Linked DNA regions of Podarcis muralis: region 2 is linked to region 1. Evidence: chromatin contacts called from public Hi-C data. All regions are on one chromosome and are shown on one strand. The core of a region is the stretch at or near the end of the contact, and the rest is flanking DNA. Distances in the headings are between cores, read along the strand shown.

What was found. Hi-C and Micro-C count contacts between places; a contact is called where the count stands out from the background.
Region 2: a Hi-C map of blood shows a contact between it and region 1, with 10 times the contacts expected there. The contact joins the promoter of HIBCH here to the promoter of WDR75 in region 1. A contact is called at or near these places in 2 of 3 Hi-C or Micro-C datasets (blood and tail).

The regions. Positions count from the first base shown.
Region 1 is chr1:119,171,058-119,176,072 of rPodMur119.hap1.1, reverse strand. WDR75 (WD repeat domain 75) reads right to left here and starts at 2,430. Exons shown (of 21, transcript XM_077917259.1): 1 at 2,287-2,430. The coding sequence starts at 2,372.
Region 2 is chr1:119,611,965-119,616,979 of rPodMur119.hap1.1, reverse strand. HIBCH (3-hydroxyisobutyryl-CoA hydrolase) reads left to right here and starts at 3,001. Exons shown (of 14, transcript XM_028750450.2): 1 at 3,001-3,050. The coding sequence starts at 3,016.

The DNA of each region.
Region 1 (5,015 bases), core at 1,181-3,680:
GGGGTCGGCAGCGAACGCTTCGCTCCCGCCCGCCAGCATTTTAAGATCGCCCGGGGCAGCGGAGAAGTCTCCGCTGTCCCGGGAAGGCAGGCGGGGGGGGAGCAAAGACTTTTGCCCCCCGCCGGCCTTCAGAAGAGGTCCAGGACCTCTTCTGAAGGCCGGCTGTGGGTGAAAGTCTTTGCTCCGGAGATTTCCCTATGGGCTTTCGTCTTGCGAAGCAAGCCCATAGGGAAATTCGTCTTGCGAAGCGCCTCCGAAACAGAAAACCCTTTCGTCTTGCGGGTTTTCCGTCTTGCGAGGCATTCGTCTTGCGGGGTACCACTGTAGTTCCAGGAAGTCTAAGGACTATTAAAAAGGCCAGTTTATCAGAAGCCTCTTTTACTCTGGATTGTTTGTACCACATAATATATGCACTTTTCAAAACTCTAAGGGGGAAAGGTATGGGCTCAGTGGTAGAGCAGAAGGCCTGGGTATAAGACAATTTCTTATGCTGATCTAGTGTAACACTCCTCTCCTCATTCATTACTTTTACTGTTATAAAGATCTTAAAAGCTTGCTGATAAGGTAAAGGTACCCCTGCCCGTACGGGCCAGTCTTGACAGACTCTAGGGTTGTGCGCCCATCTCACTCAAGAGGCCGGGGGCCAGCGCTGTCCGGAGACACTTCCGGGTCACGTGGCCAGCGTGACATCGCTGCTCTGGCGAGCCAGAGCCGCACACGGAAACGCCGTTTACCTTCCCGCTAGAAAGCGGTCCCTATTTATCTACTTGCACCCGGGGGTGCTTTCGAACTGCTAGGTTGGCAGGCGCTGGGACCGAGCAACGGGAGCGCACCCCGCCGTGGGGATTCGAACCGCCGACCTTTCGATCGGCAAGCCCTAGGCGCTGAGGCTTTTACCCACAGCGCCACCCGCGTCCCCAGCTTGCTGATACTGGGGCACAAATCCCCATGAAGAAAAATTCACTGTTTTAACAGAACATACCTCCTATCCCTACATTTAATTGGCAGAATCAGCACTACCACAGTTGCCACACAATGCCCGTTCTGCATTTGCAATTATAATTTGATAGTTTAGTGTAGCAGCGCCTGCGCCTTGAAACTCCCTGCCTGTTGAGAGCAAACAGGGGCCTTTGCTGTACTCATGCACCGGTGCCCACTAAAAATATTCTTGGTTGACAGCTGGGGTCATCTTAAACTTGCTTTAATGTTTTAACTTTTGTGTATCTTAGAATAGGGCAGTAAATTTTGCTGGGCATTCTTCTCTTTTTTAAATTGTGGTAGTCGTTGTCTGAAACCATATTTTTTAGGAAATTAAAAAGGGGAAAGATTGGAACAAAACCAACCTGAACAGTGCACCTCAGACTGTGTGCGATCCTACAGCCCACTCGGCCTTATTTAGAAAAACCCACAAAACACGACGGGTGTGTGTGTGTTATTGGGTTGTTTTTATTTTTGTTATGTATTTTGCGTTTCTATGTTGGTGATTTTATGTTGTAACCGCCCTGCGACTTAATGGAACAAGGCAGTATACTATTAATTATAGCAATTATATCTTGGCAATTATTATTTAAGGGACCCCTGACCATTAGGTCCAGTCGTGACCGACTCTGGGGTTGCGGCGCTCATCTCGCTTTATTGGCTGAGGGAGCCGGCATACAGCTTCCAGGTCATGTGGCCAGCATGACTAAGCCGCTTCTGGCGAACCAGAGCAGCGTGCGGAAATGCCGTTTACCTTCCCGCCGGAGTGGTACCTATTTATCTACTTGCACTTTGACGTGCTTTCGAACTGCTAGGTTGGCAGGAGCAGGGACCGAGCGAGGGGAGCTCACCCCGTTGCGGGGATTCGAACTGCCGACCTTCTGATCGGCAAGTCTTAGGCTCTGTGGTTTAACCCACAGCGCCACCCAATAGTAATTATTATTACAACAACAATAAAGATAATGAATCTCACCGTGTGTCTTATAAATAATAAAGTGTCTCAGCGTTTGTCTTAATAATAATGAATAATAATAATAGAGTCTTGGAGTGTGTCTTAATAAAAAAAAAATAATAGTCTCAGAGCATGTCTTAATAAATAATAATAATAGTCTCAGCGCGCGTCTTAATAAATAATAATAATGTGGAGTCTGAGCGCGTGTCTTAATAATACTAATAATGTGGAGTCTAGACGCGTGTCTTACTCGGGAGTAAATTCAGCCGCGTTCAACGGGGCTGACGCCGCCGCCCCGCGGCTTAAGCGGTTGGCATTCCTGAAAAGCCCCCACTGATCCCCTCAGCGCCACTCACTTCGAATCGGCCGAAAAGACCGCGCGGCTCCCGCTCAGCCAACTGCCGCCGCAGCGAACCACGCGGAGCTGCTCGCGCGCCACCATCTTCCCTCGACGACCTCCGACCTCTGACCTCCCCCGACCCTCCTCGCTCCTCCGGAAGGAAGAGTAAAAGCTCCGTTGCCGCTCTAGCCCAAACCTTCCCTTAGAACTCAATAGCACCGCCCTCCTCCTCCTCCTCCTCCTCTTTCCGCTCTCCTGTCACGACGTTCCAAGGGGTTAGACCCGTACTTCCGGTTTTCTTGCAATTGAAGCAGATAGAAAACAAAAAAAGGGGACTATAGAGATGGAAAGGAATGGGATAGAAAGAGCTTTCAAAACAGAAACCGGAAGAGTGACGCTCCTCTTTTTCTAGGCTCTATGGACTGAAAGTCCGCGTCAGGGTCTGGCAATCGGCTCCCGGCCAGGAAGAACGGGGCATAGAGCTAGAAATGGAAGAGTCGCGCAATCCTTATTTTGCATAAGACTGAGTTGGGTCTCCATCTCGCTTCCAATGCTATGTGAAACGACGCAATATAAAGAGTTCACGGTTAAAGGCGACTTTCCTTTAAATAAAAAACGTTGAGTTTCATTCATTCACATTGTTTTTAAGGGAGGCGGGGCTGCAGCCTCGTGCCATTGCGCGTTTATTCCGCTTGAGTATAAACGGCGTGGTGGCCATTGCGTGATTTTTGTTTTCCTTGGCGCAGGGGGTGTTATGGACAGGTCAAAGCAGGGTATAAAAGATAAAGATAACCCGTTGATGGAAGCAGTTCTGGGGATTAATTATAATGATGAATGAAGAATAATAATTTTGTTATTTGTAGCCCCACCCGTCTGGCTGGGATTAGAATTGGAGCCACTCCTTTAGCTAAAACAAAATCATGGTGCGTGTGACTTTTTACACTTATAATCTTCTACACCAGCGCTTCCCAAGCTTGTATGTTGTGACACGTTAGTGTGTTGGCTGCAGTGTGTAGGTGCATGGCAGGAATGCTCCCTGCGCTCCTTCAGGGGCTGGAAAGGGGCTAGTTTAACCTCTGGTTTGCTATTAAAACTGAATTACTGTGTCACAAAATGATGCAAAACTGAATTACTGTGTCACAAAATGATGCATGTCTAAAAAGTGTCTCCAACATGAAAAGTTTGGAAAGCTCTTCTCTACACAAACGTACGTGTATGTACACACACACACACACACACACACACACTGTATTTACTCGAATCTACTGCTCACCTTTTTTGGCCAAATAATGTTGCGAAAATTAAGGTGCACATTAGATTCAATGGCACATTTACATTCGCCAGCAAATACTTTTTTTCGTTTCAAGGTTCTGAAAATTGAAGTGCACATTAGACTCGAGTAAATATGATATATAGTCTCTGTTATGTGCTGAAGTTCTCACCCTGGGCCAGCAGAGGGATACTGTAGATAGTTCAGGTCCACATATGCAAATAAGGGATCGAAAGTGACGTTCAGTGATTGGATAGTTACAGAAAGTTGTTACAGTTACGTTGTACTGGAGCTCTATATAAGCAGGCTGGCTGAACCCTTCAGTCCAGTTCTGTTCTGACCTGTGAATAAACAAGAGCTGTTTGGAGAATCGCTGTGTCGTCTGATATGTTCACCCACAACTTAACAGTCTCCATCGTTTGAAGGCAGTATCAGTTTCCTGCTCAAGAGCCTGCTTTGCACCGTGCTGAGAGACCTGACCCTCAAGCTTATTTTAAAAACAAAACGCAGAGCTGTAAGCTTAAATATCATTGATAGGCTTATCTCTGCAGACATTTGCCAACTGAATACCCAGTTGCGGTTGAGCCTCTGGGTAAGGGAAGCAAGAGTTGTATGCACTGGAAAGAGCTAGCCCAGCTCGCCTTGATTAAATAGGAAGAATGATAGAGAATGTGCTCCAAAATGGATTAATTTATTTAAAGGGTACAAAAGGAAAAGTGATCTGCTGGGAGTAAACTGGAGAAGAGAGATGTCGGGGAGTTTTCTAACTCTAGATTTCGACACTGACTGTTCATGAAAAATGAATTAAAATATCAAAAGTAGGGCCACGTTGTACTTATTGCATAATTCTTAGAAGCTTTTTTGTTTGGGTAAGTTGTGTGTCGAGGACCCCCAAGACACCCCTGAATAAAAACACGTTCACAAATCATTTTTGTTTTGGATTTTGGCCACAACTTTATTGAATTACAGTAAGTGAGTGGTTGCTTAGCATTGGTTAGTGACTATCTGTTCCCACTTGGAGGTAGGACAACCATACCCATGCGGAAGTCAGTAAGGGTAAGCAATTTTGGGGAGAGAAAAAGCTGGGTGCCAGGCTCACACATCTCCCCAAATGCTCCCTGGGACTCTTGCATGGCCCTAGCCCTTTGTCAAGGATACGAACAAAAGCATGGCGAGCCCCTGGATTCCTTTAACAGAATACCTTTGCAGCAGCAGCATTGAAGGGGCAGGCACAGCCAACCTCATCCCCTCCACCAACCAAAAAATTAACCAATGCCTAACCGCATGCTTTTGAATTATGGTGCTGGAGGTGTTAAGTTGTGGGCGAACATGTCAGACGACACAGCGATTCTTTAAACAGCTCTTCTTTATTCAGATGCCAGAAGAGAACTAGGCTGAGGAGCTCAGTCAGCCTGCTTATATAGAGCTCCAGAACAATGCAACTGTTGCCATTTTCTAAAACTATCCAATCACTG
Region 2 (5,015 bases), core at 1,752-4,251, 440 kb before region 1:
TCCCGGCATGTAGATACTATTTGGAAGGTGCAATTTTGTGCCCCGGATGGGTAAAATAAATATCAGAACCACACAGCTACCAAAATTTTATGGGAATGGGACCAGCTGTGTAGAAGTGAGGCTGTAATATGGGATGTTGCCTTGCAGTGTTTTGGTCCTTCGATTTCACAGCCTGTTCCAGAGGGAGTCATTAGGACTTTTCAGGTCCAGCCCCAGGAACTATTTAGTAGGGTGTTGCAGGGTTCAATCTCTCTTATGCTAACTAACATTTAGATGAAGTCGCTGGGCTAGATTCTCCAGACGATTGAAGTGTGTCATCATGAACGTTCCAGTATAGCATGCCCAACCCTATTAAAAATAAAATAAAATTTCTCTTTCCTATTTTTCTTTTTACAATGTTTCTACAACAAAAATTAAATCTAAACAAAAACCAACCTTCTCTTCTCCTCCCCTCCCCTCCCCTTTGCGGTTTCTTATTTACTGCACAACCAATTCCAACCTATTTGTGAATTTAATCTTTTTACTCTCTGTAAGTTTTGGTTTTTTTACTGCTTGTGTTTATGTCAATCCTGCCAATGTTTTTGATTGTTTACAATTTGTCTACATATATTAAATAATTTCCCCACTGTCTGTTAAAAAAGGTCTCTCACCTTGATTTCTTATTCTTTTGTTAAGTTTCAACATCACTGCATATTCCATCAGTTTTAATTGCCAAACTTCTTTTGTTGGGACTGTTTCTTATTTCCATCTTTGGCATAGAATTCAAATGAGACATTTGATGGTACTTTTCTTGATAAGGCAATATGGGAGTCATCTATTCTGAATGAATTATTATGCAGCACTTGAAAGCTTTTCAGTTTAGCTTTTTTTCACATATAGGTTTTCAGGGGATGTGTGATTTAAGAGAGCTGCTGGATTCTGATGATGTGTTGTGGAGAGGAGTGCTTTTTTTCCATCTCAGGCCGGTATGCTAACTACACTCCTTGCTTTGATAAGAGATTGGCACATCCAATTTTGCTGCCTGAGTTGAAACGGGAATGTGCCCCTCCTGCCACTGCCACCCCACCACTTACTGGGGTTGTGTGAGAGAGGTCTGCAAGATCTCACTCATCGGGGAGCTGCTTCCTCTGGTGCTCTGCCTCATCCCCACCATATATAGGTTAATAGCTGAAAATCCCCTTAAAACCCTATTCATGTGTATCATACAACCTATGCCAGCCATTAGCAACAGTTATTAATAGTACACAGATGTACTGTATGGTTTTTAATCTCTGTGTAATAATAATAATATTTTTTTATTTATACCTCGCCCTCCCCAGCCAAGGCCGGGCTCAGAGCAGCTTACAAGCAATAATAAAAACAAGTTGAATGATTACAACTTAAAAACAAAATTAAAATACAACATTAAAATATTAAAATGTAGCCACAACGCAGGAGGAGAAGGAAGGGAAAAAAGAAAGAGAGGGAGGGAATCAAATTGGCTCCAAGCCAAAGGCCAGTAGAAGCCAGCAGCATTGTACGCACTTCATAAAAATATATATTAATACAATAAAAGCATTTATGTTCTCCAGTGTATTAGTGTCTATCTAATCCACGGAAATTCCAGCACTGTGTCCACTCGTGCACACATACACACAAAACAGAAATACAGCAGGTGCACCTTTCTCCATCATTGCAAGATGGGAAAGACCTGCTGTTGAATTTTTGATGCTATGCTACAGTTAAAAAATACAGCTTTCAGGGGACTGGGGGAGGGAGACGACAGCCCTTTCAGTCTGTCCACGGCACGACTGTGTGATGCAAGTGTTGCACACACCATCCGTGGGCACTGCCAGTGGGGCAACAGCTGAGTGGTGCAGCAATAAAACTGCTAGCACATTCGCTTGTTGTATTTCGTTGGTGGTGAGAGAGGTTGGTGGTGGCTTAGGGTGTGGTTGGTTGTCTTTGGTTGGCTGTAGTGAGAATTGTTTTTGTGTGTGTGTGTGTGTGTGTGTGTGTGTGTGTGTGTATTTTTGAACCACTCATACAAGTAACACTGACAGGAAACCCCACACATTCACTAAGTAGAATAATAGAAGCATAACCACCCGACCCCACCCAACTTATCACCCCCACCCGTCTTCCCCCCTCTTTTCTTCCTAATGGTTTAAACCAATTCATGAACCAATAACCACCTTTTGTAGTTGACCTCCTTTGTAATGTTTTATTTTGAAATCTGTTAAGATAATATTTTAGTTTTCTGTTAATTGTATACTCTGTATTTGACTTGTGTTATTGATGTTTTAATATTCTGTAAGCCACTTTGAGATTTTTCTAAAAAATGTAAAGCGGTATAGAAATGAAATTACAGTGGTACCTCGGGTTACAGACGCTTCAGGTTACAGACTCCGCTAACCCAGAAATAGTACCTTGGGTTAAGAACTTTGCTTCAGGTTGAGAACAGAAATCGCACGGTGGCGGTGCGGGAGACCCCATTAGCTAAAATGGAACCTCAGGTTAAGAACAGTTTCAGGTTAAGAACGGACCTCCAGAACGAATTAAGTTCTTAACCCAAGGTACCACTGTAATAATAACAACTTATACATTGACCACTAATAATGAACCATATGTTGTAGATACTACTACACATTCATTATGCTATTTTTGTGATATACAAATGACACGAGAAACTTGGTATACTTATTTGTGTAACATTATTCTAGTTTATAAACCCCAACTCCCACCCCCAAAGAAAACCGCTAGCACATTTGCAAAGCTAAGCAGGGTCTGGTCTGGTTTCAAACTGGATGGGGGACTGCATTGTTGAGAAGGTTGGACTTAGATGACCCTTGTCATCTCTTCCAACTCTATAATTCTGGAGGCTGGTGCGGTGCAGGAAGGCAGAGAGTCCTGGGAGGTGGAGATGGGAATCAGGGGGGAGAAGGGAGACAGTCGTTTATCAGAGAGGCCTCCAGGTGGCGTTAATGCCAAGAAACAAGGAGGCCTCCCACGTCATAGAGAAAGGGAAAGCAGGTGATGGAGAAAAATGTTTCTACTCGCTTCCCCAACAAGTAAGGCATTGTATTCCACTTTCCGGTTTCTGGGATAACACTTCTGCGTGCATCTGAATTACTGCGGATTAGGGTGGGGAAGAATCATGGAGTCAGAAGGGATCCCCAAGGGCAGGGGTCAGCAAACTTTTTCAGCAGGGGGCCGGTCCACCGTGCCTCAGACCATGTGGGGGGGGGGGCCGGACTATATTTTGGGGGAAAATATGAATGAATTCCTATGCCCCACAAATAACTCAGAGATGCATCTTAAATAAAAGCACACATTCTACTCATGTAAAAACACCAGGCAGGCCCCACAAATAACCCAGAGATGCATTTTAAATAAAAAGACACATTCTACTCATGTAAAAACATGCTGATTCCCGGACTGTCTGGGGGCCGGATTGAGAAGGCGATTGAGCCTGATCTGGCCCGCGGACCATAGTTTGCCTACCCCTGCCCAAGGGCCATTTAGTCCAACCCCCTGCAATGCAGGAATGGCAACTAAAGAATGGGCAATAGATCAACCTTTGCTGCAATCTAATGAGAGTGGGGTGGGTTTTTTTTTGGGGGGGGGGGGGTTGGCTGGAAACGCAAAGAAACCTCTATCCCACCTGCAGTGTGAGCAGTGGGCTCCATTGCAGGGCGGCCGTGAGCCTCTGCCTGTCCACAGCAACGTGGAGGCAAGAGCACTGGGCTACACTGAAGGGTCGTTGTTGTGTGCAGCTTCCCGTGCAATCTTATTAAGCGCATCTGGGTTCAATGGGACTTGGTTGTAGTGTATTAAAAAGGGACTACACGGCAGGGTTGTCGTAAACCGTTCCTGCAGTCACGGCCATAACTCCCTTGCAAAAATATTTAAAGGCTTAAAAAAAATTAAAAATCGCGCAAAATAAGACCCATTGCCGCTGTCCAGTCGCAGCTACGTCATAAGGTTCCCCCCATTGATACTTATGGGCAGCTCTCACGGTCAGGATTGTGTTGCCAAAGGGAACTCGGAAACGCCGCGTCCGGGCTATGCGATGCGGCTCTTTCCTTTTACTTGATCTCTTGCTTCCTTTCCACTCCCCGGCCTCTCTAGGCCGCGCGAACTCTGTGCTCTGAAAAGTTTCCCAAACCGTTGACGCGCTAAGAGTCAGCTGCGCGCGCGTGCATAGCGGCGCAGCCACGTGATGTCATCACCTCGCGCCCTGCCGGCCTCCTCTCCTCATACCCGTCGAAGCCGTGCGTTAGTGGGCGAGAGAGCGCCGGTGGCAGGATGGGGCTGCCGGCTGTGGCTCCGGTGTTGAGGCGGAGGCTTCCCAGGTTAGACGAGGCCGGCGGCCCTGCGAGTGGGGCGAGGGCCGAGAGCGGCGTCGAGAAGCGCAGCTCCGCCTACCTTTCCTCAGGAGTAGCCTTGAACGCAGTGGGAGCTTACTCCCGAGTAGCGGGGCCTGCGCCGCGTAGCTTTCGCTGAACACTTTTATTATTACCGTCCTGGCTGACGCTATAAACTTCAACCAGGCCATTGGATTACTAGCAGTCCTGCTAAATGTGTTTGAGGGAAGGGTGTGTGTGTGTGTATTATTTCTTTTGTTTTTGTACTTTCTTTTTACTACGCATTTTTGTTGTTTTATTCCATGAACCGCCCTGAGATCTTAGGATGAAGGGAAGTATACAGATTGAATAAATAATAATAATAATAATAATAATAATAATAATAATAATAATAATAATAATAATAATAATAATAATATAAAAGGTAAAGGACCCCTGGACGGTTAAGTCCAGCCCAAGGCGACTATGGGGTGTGGCACTGATCTCTGCTTTCAGGCCAAGGGAGCCGGCGTTTGTCCACAGACAGCTTTCCGGGTCATGTGGCCAGCATGACTAAACCGCTTCTGGCGCAACAGAACACCGTGAGGGAAACCAGAGCGCACGGAAACGTCGTTTACCTTCCCGCTCCAGCGCTACCTATTTACTTGCGCTGGTGTGCTTTCGATCTGC